Linked DNA regions of Hordeum vulgare: region 1 is linked to region 2. A link is a contact called in public Hi-C data. All regions are on one chromosome and are shown on one strand. The core of a region is the stretch at or near the end of the contact, and the rest is flanking DNA. Distances in the headings are between cores, read along the strand shown. Region 1 holds the start of LOC123428527. Region 2 has its middle 58 kb from the start of LOC123428956.

The links. A called contact is a pair of places that touch in the nucleus more often than the background predicts.
Region 1: a Hi-C map of leaf shows a contact between it and region 2, with 2.1 times the contacts expected there. The contact joins the promoter of LOC123428527 here to the enhancer-like site in region 2. A contact is called at or near these places in 2 of 6 Hi-C or Micro-C datasets (leaf and seedling).

The regions. Positions count from the first base shown.
Region 1 is chr2H:659,361,840-659,366,543 of MorexV3_pseudomolecules_assembly, forward strand. LOC123428527 reads left to right here and starts at 2,428. Exons shown (of 2, transcript XM_045112752.1): 1 at 2,428-3,594; 2 at 4,605-4,704. The coding sequence starts at 2,781.
Region 2 is chr2H:659,298,831-659,303,659 of MorexV3_pseudomolecules_assembly, forward strand. No RefSeq gene overlaps it. Among protein-coding and RNA genes, the nearest start is that of LOC123428956, 58 kb to the left of the region's middle. Within about 2 kb of position 2,456, at least 2 of the 3 cell types and tissues checked have open chromatin away from gene starts, as enhancers often do. A contact at or near this core is called in leaf, where this site is marked.

The sequences.
Region 1 (4,704 bases), core at 1,178-3,677, 63 kb after region 2:
TGAGAAGAAGCGGCAAAGCAAGGACGAGCAAATGAAGCAATACCTGGAGCTTCAAAGGAAGAAGCTAGAGATGGAGGAGGCGGCCAAGAAGAGGAAGATCGAACTGGAGGAGGCGGCCCGGCAAAGGCAGCTCGACATCGAGGCCGCCAATGTCGAGGCTAGGAAGAGGCAGCTCGACATCGAGGCCACCAATGCTTCAAACCAAAGCGAAGGAGGTGGCCCTTGCGATCATGAGCGTGGACTTGACGAAGATGAGCGAGAAGACGAGGAGCTGGTTCGAGGCCATGCAGAAGGAGATGTTTGACGCCGACGACCTGAACTAGGTCGTCCAATCGGACGTGGCCGTTCTTTTTTGGAGGCTGGCATGGGTGCCGCCGCTGGGTCGCTGGCTGTGTGCCGGCGAGAAACAGATTCATTTTGGAGGCTGGCTGTGTTGCCGGCCGTTGGCTTTGTTGCCGGCGAGGACGTGTAGGCCACTGGCTGTGTTTTCGGCGTGAACTAGGGCCGTCGGCGTGAACTAGGCCGCTGGCATTTGAATCGTTGTTCTTTTTGGAGGCGGACAAGATAGGACAAACGGATGCGGCCGCGCGCTGCGCGCGCGGCAAGCGCATGCCAGGACAGGGCCGGACATGTCCCCACCCAAACAGACATAATCCTGGCAAAACGAACGTCCGTTTGAGGTTGCGCGGTGGAGTTGGCCTAAGTTTAAGCATGTTTGGAGAAAATTGTGTCACAAACTATGGCAAAATGAGCTTCCAAGCAAACATGCCCCAAATTGATTGTGTGAACAGTTTATTTTATTTTCTTCTGAAGAAACAAAATAGGCCAAGATGGAGCAAATGTGAGTTACTAAGTGGGACACATGGCATCCAATGAGGATGAAGCATAGGGCCTGGGAGGATTTAATTCCATTCCGGGGAGAAACACGCCCCATTCCCTCACTTGATGTGAGAGCCCCACCTGCGCTAGCATCAAGCAAGAATGACAAGAAGACCAACACAACGCAATGGCTTGCACACCAGACACCACGCACTGACCCACCTCGGACCGTACGTGCATGCCCATAACCCACAGGCCACGGTCACACACAGCCATAGAATAAACGCTCTCTGTTATCCGTTTATCCTTGGCAGATTATCCATGGACATGCATGCATGATGCAGGCTGGCTTGCTGCAACGAACTGCCATGGCCATTTCCCTGCCCTGCCCCTCACTAGTGCACCACCACCACCGCTGCCACTGCATGCACAATCTATCTACCAGTCACCCAACCAACCAGTGTCCTTTTTTTTCAGGTAAAGACTAAAGTGTTGGCCACTCTCATTCAGATACAACACATGCTAGTACATTCAGACGGTACACAGTAGCATGGAGTATGTCAGTACGTCGACCTAGGTGTTAAGTCGCTGTCCTCGCCTAACAACAAAATACATATACGGACGGTAGTACCAGAACTGAGACTAGGGAATTTGGACCGGTGGAAACATACCATCCTCTTCCTCTTCCTCTTGCAGGCAGGGGAAGTTGGAATCCCATCCCATATGGAGGAGTTACTAGCACTTAGCGCCACGTACATAATCATGAAGAAGAATATGTTCTCTGCTTGGATGATGGTATCTTGGGCAGATTGGCACATGTGCATCCGGTTCAGAGCCATGCTCAATAGTCTAAACGGAAACACCAGGTACCAGCTCGCTCGCTCGTGGGCTCTTGTGTTGTTTAACTGCAAGGCTCGAGGCAGGAGATGAATTCCCAAGTCCCAAACGTACGGATTCAACAAACCAAACTCGCTTTAATTCAGATTCCTAAACATGATTATGACGCAATGCCATGCTACGCACCAGATCGCCCTTCTTCTTCTTCTTCTTCTTCTTCTTCTTCTTCTTCTTCTTCTTCTTCTTCTTCTTAAGATTAAGCATGATTACGTACATGACACAGTGGCATGCTAGGCCTTTTTTTCTTTTTTTTTTTGCAGAAAAGTGACATGCTAGATTATACAGAGTAAGTAATAAGATGGTTTATTAGAGCATCTACAGCCGGAACTTACAAATCCGATCCCTCAAACAACCGCGGATACAACCGGTCAGTGATCGGGTGTGTTCGTTTTGATCCCCTACTTTTTCATCCGCGTAGCCACCCCTCTCATATTTTTTTTTCACTTGCACGCGTTTGGCGAAGAAGAAAAGAGAGAAAAAAAATAATAAATAAAGAAAAAAAAATGATGGTTCAGGGTGGGGTCCCGTCATATGCGGCGGACTGACCGGACTGACCGGACATGCCCGGGCAAATCCGCGAGCCCTGATATCGTCTTCATGTTTAAGATGGATTGTGCCGGTCAGCCCAGTCATTTGAGATGGATACGAGGACGGTATCAATTTTTTTATGATCGAACAATGACCGAGAGGAGTGACCGGAAGTTTGAGACTCGTTTAATGGATGCTATTACATTAGGATAATTGTCTCACCATCCCCTAGCTGGCTGGCCGGCCGGCCCCTTTCTTCCTCCTCCCTCCCCCACAAAGCATAAAGCAGCAGAGCAGCCGGCCACTTTGGCCACATCCATCAAGCTACTCAGCTAGCTACCACTAGCAGCCATCATCCATCCCATCCCAGCACCCATCATACCACTCATCTCGCTCACGCTCACGCTCACGCTCACTCTCACTCACTCACACCTGAATCTTGATCTGCCTACGCAACAAATCCAAGCTAGCGAACAAGTTTATTACCAGCATCTGTCTCCAAGAGCTCACTTGATTCTTCAGAGGGCGGCAAGGCAATGGTGGAACCGAGCAGATCGGCCGGCGCCAAGAGCGCCACCACCACCACTACCACCGTGAGGAAGAAGAAGCTGGCGGCAGCATCACCGGCCACCCCCAAGCCGGACAAGGAGAAGCCGGCGGATCAGGGCTGCAAGAAGCAGCAGAGCGGCCATGGAGGTGCAGGGGCCGCTGCTGCTGCGGCGGTGGAGAGCCCGTCCTACAGGCTGGCTCTCAGGAGCCTCTTCTCCTGCCGGAACAGCCATGCGGCGCAGCACCAGCAGGGTCAGCGCGCGCAGCCGCAGCCGGTGCCGGCAGAGGATGCGGCCAGGAGGTGCAAGAAGAAGTCCAAGAAGCAGACGCAGCTCGGCTGCTCCGCCTCCATCTGCAAGCTCCGTGACGCCAGCCCCCGCAGGGTCACGCTCCACCGGCCGCCCGCCGAGGAGGAGCCGCTCTCCGGCTCCGCAACTGGAGCTGGCGAGCCGTGCAAGCGCCGGGCGTCCGTGAGCGGTAGCGGCGAGCGGCGGGTGAAGAAGCCCCTGCAGCAGCCGCAACAGCAGGGGCAGGGACAGAGCGAGACGGCAGGCGTGGTGGTGGGCTCGTCGTCGAGGCACTGGGGGTCGTCCACGGCATCGTCGTCCTCGTCGACGGCGGGCGGCGGCGGATCGTCGTTCCGGCTGCGCAGGCTGTCCGGGTGCTACGAGTGCCACATGGTGGTGGACCCCGCCGGCGGCGGGTCCTCCATGCGCGCCGCCATCTTCCCCTGCCCCGACTGCGGCGACGTCTTCGTCCGGGCCGAGAGCCTCCACCTCCACCAGTCAACCCGCCACGCAGGTACACATCACTCGCTCTCGCCGTCACTCATGGCAAGTCGCCGCCATTTCAGTACTCTTGACTCTTCCTTCTGCTCTCTGGTCCTGATTCTTCAGCTACCCTGGTCTTACCTACCTAGCTACTATCAGAACAAGAACAGAACACTGTATCACTAGTGTCATTTTCAGAAACAAAATTAGTGCATTTCTAATGGCATAAAAATTAATTCTTCTCATCTGCTGTTCCGATTCTTCAGCTATCCAAGCTACTGCTACTCTGGGTAGAACAGAACACTGCAGTATCTCCTAGGATTAAAGCAAAAGTGATGCTTTAGATTTTTATTTTTGGTGCATTTCTAATGGCAGAAAGATTAGCTGGTGCATCCAATCCGGTGCTAGTGCTTAGCCGAAACTTTAGGAGTGATGAGACTGGTGAAAGTGAGCCTGGTTATGGCATGCATGATGCATGATGAATGATATGTGTGCTTTAATTATTCCTGCTGCTTTTGATGATGGTGGTCTGGTCTCTAACCACTGTGCAAAGTGGCTGTGCAACAGTCGCCTAGGATTATCTTATGCATTAACCCACTGTAGAGTGTAGACACACTTGCATAAGAAGATTGTTCGTGTTCCAGTCACCATGACATGACTAGGGCATATCATTTCTTCTCTTGCAAGTACAATTTGACCAGCCACAGAACCAGATCAATTAACCTATATGCATGACAAGATTGCAAGGCTTATCTTATGAATTAATCCACTGTGGACACACATGCATTAGAGGATTGATTAATTGTTTACTGTCATCATCACATGAATGACATGACTAGTGCTCAACAGTTTGTTTCTAAAGTACAATTTGACCAGATTATTTGCTCTAATTATGTTCCAAGTACTATTTGACCATATTATATACACTGTAATTATGCTTTTTGACACTTGACTGTAATAAGGTTTTACCTATATGATTGGTTTATTAGTGGAGCTGATAATAATAAGCAACAAAAAGATGATATTTTTAACTGTGCGCAGTGTCGGAGCTGGGGCCGGAGGACACGAGCCGGAACATCATCGAGATCATCTTCCAGTCGAGCTGGCTCAAGAAGCAGAGCCCGGTGTGCGCCGTGGACCG
Region 2 (4,829 bases), core at 1,206-3,705:
CTAATCCTTGTCGTGCTGCTACATGTCTCTCCTCGTTGATAAGATATTTTCTGCTCTAAAACAGTTGCAAAATCAAGTATCCCATAAATCAAGAAGATCTACAGAACAAACGTAAGGAAAGCAGAAGAGAGGAAATTTCCCAGCATTATCCATCTATAAGATCATGTGGACTCCATAATCCATGGCCCGCAACCAAATTAACCACAAAGATGGTGAGATAATGACGAACCCAACAATGGTTCTTGACTATTGCCCTCAAGGCCCATCATTGGATTGATGACAAGAAGCAGAAGTCAAGGACAAATGGACAATGGAGGGACAATTAGTTTGCAGCTGATAATTAGTAATTATTGCTTTGAAGCAACAATTGTGCTTTCCCTACACATAAACATGTAACAGATCAGTTATATTCAACATCTGATCTTACCTTTTTTTTTAAGAAACCATGTTGCTTCTCTCCGAACCAAAGCTTCATATCAAAATAATCACTCAACCGATTATTCCCATCTGGCCTTTTACAATAAGCACGAGATTTTACATTACGAGTTACAATGGAAACATCAATTAAATATCAATAGTAAGCCAACGAACCACAAGATTAAAAGGATCAGTAAGCTAAATCTGAAGCTATAAACTTGCATTATTTTTATAGGAAACAAATACTAATGCTTAAAACATCCCCACGATAAAAGAAAGCAAGATGCAAGTCATTGGTAAATAACACTTGGTAAACCCTATGACGTGCAATTATGCATCAGTTGTGAGCCTTATAACATTAAAATTTTGGACGGTTGGTCAATGCAACAAGTGACTTATACACACCTCAAACCACATATAATTTGTCCATAATCTTAGGTAGAACTTGTCAAATAATTATTCACTTTGACCATTAAATTGTCAAGCTACAGATGTATGCAACCAAATGAATGATCAAGCTCTTGCAGATAGATGTGTACATTGTATTAATAGGAGAAATATAGATCAGCCCCTAGTTAAAAAACTAACTTGTGATAGCATGTGCCACAGGGAGGAATATAATTGTTGTTGCAGCTTGGTGTGGTAGCCATATCTGTGTAGAGAAGCTGGTGGAGAGGGATCCAAGCAGGGAAGCTGCTGGAGGAGGGGCTTTTTGCTTTTTGCAACGATTTGGATGACACATCACCATGGGAACCAAAAAAACATGTTGCCATGTTTACTTGAGAAATTATTTTTGCCATGGAAACTTAAAAAGCATGCTACCATGCTTAGGATTAAAATTTGTCGTGATGATGAATTTCCTGTAAGTTTGCCACGATCGGCATGATGCATACAAAAACGAATTACCATGGAGCATCAAATGCCAAAATTCACATTAATTTGCCATGATGCCAAGAAGAGGAGCATGCTTCCCAAATTGATGACGCATATAGAGCATGGCCAAGCTAGTTACCCAAAGACAAGAGGAAGTCCAATGTCTAAGTCCACTGAAATAGTATGGGGAATCTGCTAAATGTTCAACAATTTGCCATGCTGACATTTAATTTTTTTTTGCCATGTTCCACAGGGAGCTAGCAGAAAAGAGCAACTAGAGGATTATTCAGCGCAGCAACAACTTGGGAAAAAAAGACATGCTCACCAATTCCTACATTAGAACTTCAGCCGAAGATTTAAAACCGTTGTGAGGCGAGGAATGGAACGGAAATCTCACCAAGTTCCCCAAATCATGGTCAAGTTCCAAGTACCCGAAGGGCTCGTCTGGATTCTTGGAACCTGGACGACGCCACAGGCTCGGCCTTAGCGACGACGACCGGAGCAGATGCAGGAGCGCCTACCACCGGAGAGTTGTATTGCGTCTCAACGGGGGACTTTCCCCGGCGGCGGAGGGCGCGGAAGCACGGAGCCAGCCCGCAGGACATGGAGCGTGGAAGCTTTCCCCGCGGCCCAGCCTGCTCATCGGACCGCACGCCGCCGCTCGACCCCGGACACCGCCACCAGAAGAGCAGAGGAACCCCCGTCGTCGCATCGATCCTACCTCTCCTTCTTCTCTCCCGCGATTTTTTCAACCTCCTGACCGCCATGGCCGACGAATTCGTCCTCCGCATGGACCGAGTGCATGTAACCCGTCGCAACGCCTAGCCGTGTTAGTCGCCGGAGCTCTTTCCACAGAGCGCCGCGGACGAATCCGAGGGTTGGCTCGCCAGATCCTTGGATTCCTCTGCGGCAGCCGCCTCCTCGCACACGGCGGACTGCACCAAGCGCCCCGACGAGGCAGCGCCGTACCGTTCACTACCCAGTCCGCGGGGACTCGCCGGCAACCGCGAGCCCACACCGCAGCGCCATCGCCGCCCCGCCGGGATCACGATGGATGGAGGATTCGACGGGTGAAAGGAGATAACAGGAAATGGGGTGAGGTGGGGTGTCTTACTTACATGTATGCATGCCTTTCACCTAAACGCCTTTGACCATGGCCGACGACTAATGTGTCACTGTCTACGAAGCCGAGGGTGTATAAGGGAAGGTCCAATCTTCACGTCGTAAAACGATAAATGGATGGAGATAACTAGCTGCAAGCAGACGAAAAACGAAAAACAAAAGATTATGACCCGACGAAAAGGATGCTCACAGAAGCCTGCAACCCACAATACTACCCCACACAACCACACTCAAGTCGTGGAGCACGGGATAGGTGCAATCCACAAAAAAACCACGAACTCTAATCCACACAACACGATCTAGTCGTGGAGCACGAATTAAAAGCAATTTCTCAAGGAATCATCAGAATAAGAATAACAAGAGCTCCCCAATCTCAGGAGGAGTCAATGTCTTTGGTCTTTGATAGAAATGGCAAAAATACCCCGAAGAAAGGTAGCCTATTTATATTAGGGACAACCCCCTAATAGGTGTGAAAGCAAACTAGCTTTGCGAACCAGCTTAGATGTGAAACGAAACCAGCTTTGATTTGACTAAATGTCTTGAGACATAATGAGGTACGTGAGGGAGACCAGGACTAAGGAGTCCTCGGGCGGATGACCTATCCCTTATGGGCCGAACTAGTGGGCCACTCGGTGGCTACTGTTGGAAGACCGAACCACAGGAGTACTCCGCGATCAGGAAGGAAATCTCGGGTGTCGTGTTGTGTACGTCGACCTGTCATCAACAACAAGTTTATTTATGGTTCTCCCGTTTTCCCTCTCGTTAGGGTTTATTTTCCTCTCGGAGGCGATCTTGCCGCCGTTGCGTTTCTTCACTTCTCCGCCGCCGATTAACCACATGATTGGGCGTCTCTGGCTGTCGGACGATCCCTGATCGTTTGCCCAGCCGGGGAGGCCACCCTGGGTGTCGGAGGATTGGGGCACCACAACACCCGATCGTTGTTTTGATGTCGGGTTAGGTTTCGATGGCTTCAGATGAGGCTTCGGCCTCCTCGAAAATCAGTGATGTAGAGCAGATGATGAAAGAACCGGGATTGAGGGAAGAAGATCTTGATGATGTAGTCTACGATGAGCAAACAAAGCCTCCTGATGAACCTAGATGGACCGCCTTAGTCAGGGTTAACACTTACAAGACCTACAGTCAGACATGGTTCTACCGCAACATGAGATCGGTGTGGGATATTGCATAGGAGGTTCAAACCTTTGGAGGAAAATTTATACATTGTCCAATTCTCATGTTTGGGAGATTGGGAGAGGGTAATGAATGAAGGCCCATGGAACTTCAGACGGATGCAGTGATCCTTGCGCCTTATGATGGGATCTCAAAACCGTCAAGTGTCAAGCTGGAAACGATTGATATATGGATTCAAATCCATGATGTTCCTGACCTGTATGCATATCTGGTTACTCCGCTTACTGCTAAGGTTGGGGGCGTTCTGTTTACGGAACCATCCAGTAATGATTTTATGGGGAACTTTTATCGAGCTTGGGTTCGCATCAATGTGCAAAAACCTCTGAAGAATGTTGTTTCTATGATTAGAGATGAGAAGAGCCATATTTATAGGGTCAAGTACGAAAAACTCCCTGATTGGTGCGGTGTTTGTGGAATGCTGGGACATCACTTCAAGGAACATGGTAATGGGATTCATCCACCATCGGCTCTGGTTTTCAAGGAGCTTCGGGCCACGTGGTTCTTGAGGACTGGGCGAGGCCCTTGAGATGGCCGAAGGCGCGGAAGAGGGCACAATGGAGGGGGGTCGACAGGCCGGTCAGGTAATAGCTATGAGCCGGATAGAAATATGTTTTCAGGGGGGGCATCTAAGTATGTTTCTACGGATGCTGAAGAGTTGGCTGCAGGTGCACAAGATGTCGAGATGGAGGATCACAATAGAAAGTGCATAGTGAGGGGAGCCATGCTAGTATCTCAGAAGAACCCAATGGCCAGGGAGGCTGGGAATGCTAATGAGAACCAGTTAGCATTAGCTCAAATTGGTGGCTCTACCGTGAGTCCTCCACCACAGAGAGATCCCAAGAGAAGCAGGACTAACGAGGATGGAAAGGAGGGAGTTATTTCAGCAATTAAAAGTTTGGCGGGCTCCTTCGAGGAGCGTCGCCAGGCCCAATGAGTGCTTTATGCTGGAATTACCGCAGAGCGGGCAAACCTTCGGCAGTTCGAGAGCTTTGCGAGTTCGCGAGGAAGTTTTCCCCTACTCTTTTTTGCATTGTTGAAACACAGATTGAGGGTGCTAGGGTAGAAGCTTTAGCTAATCCCATTGGTTATGATAATTCGTTTGCAATAGATAGTCAAGGCAGAAGTGGTGGTATTGGTATTTTCTGGAACAATGATATAAATATAGAAACTCTTGCTTATTCTGTGTATCATCTGGATGTTTCGGTTGAGGAGAAAGGAGAGGACAA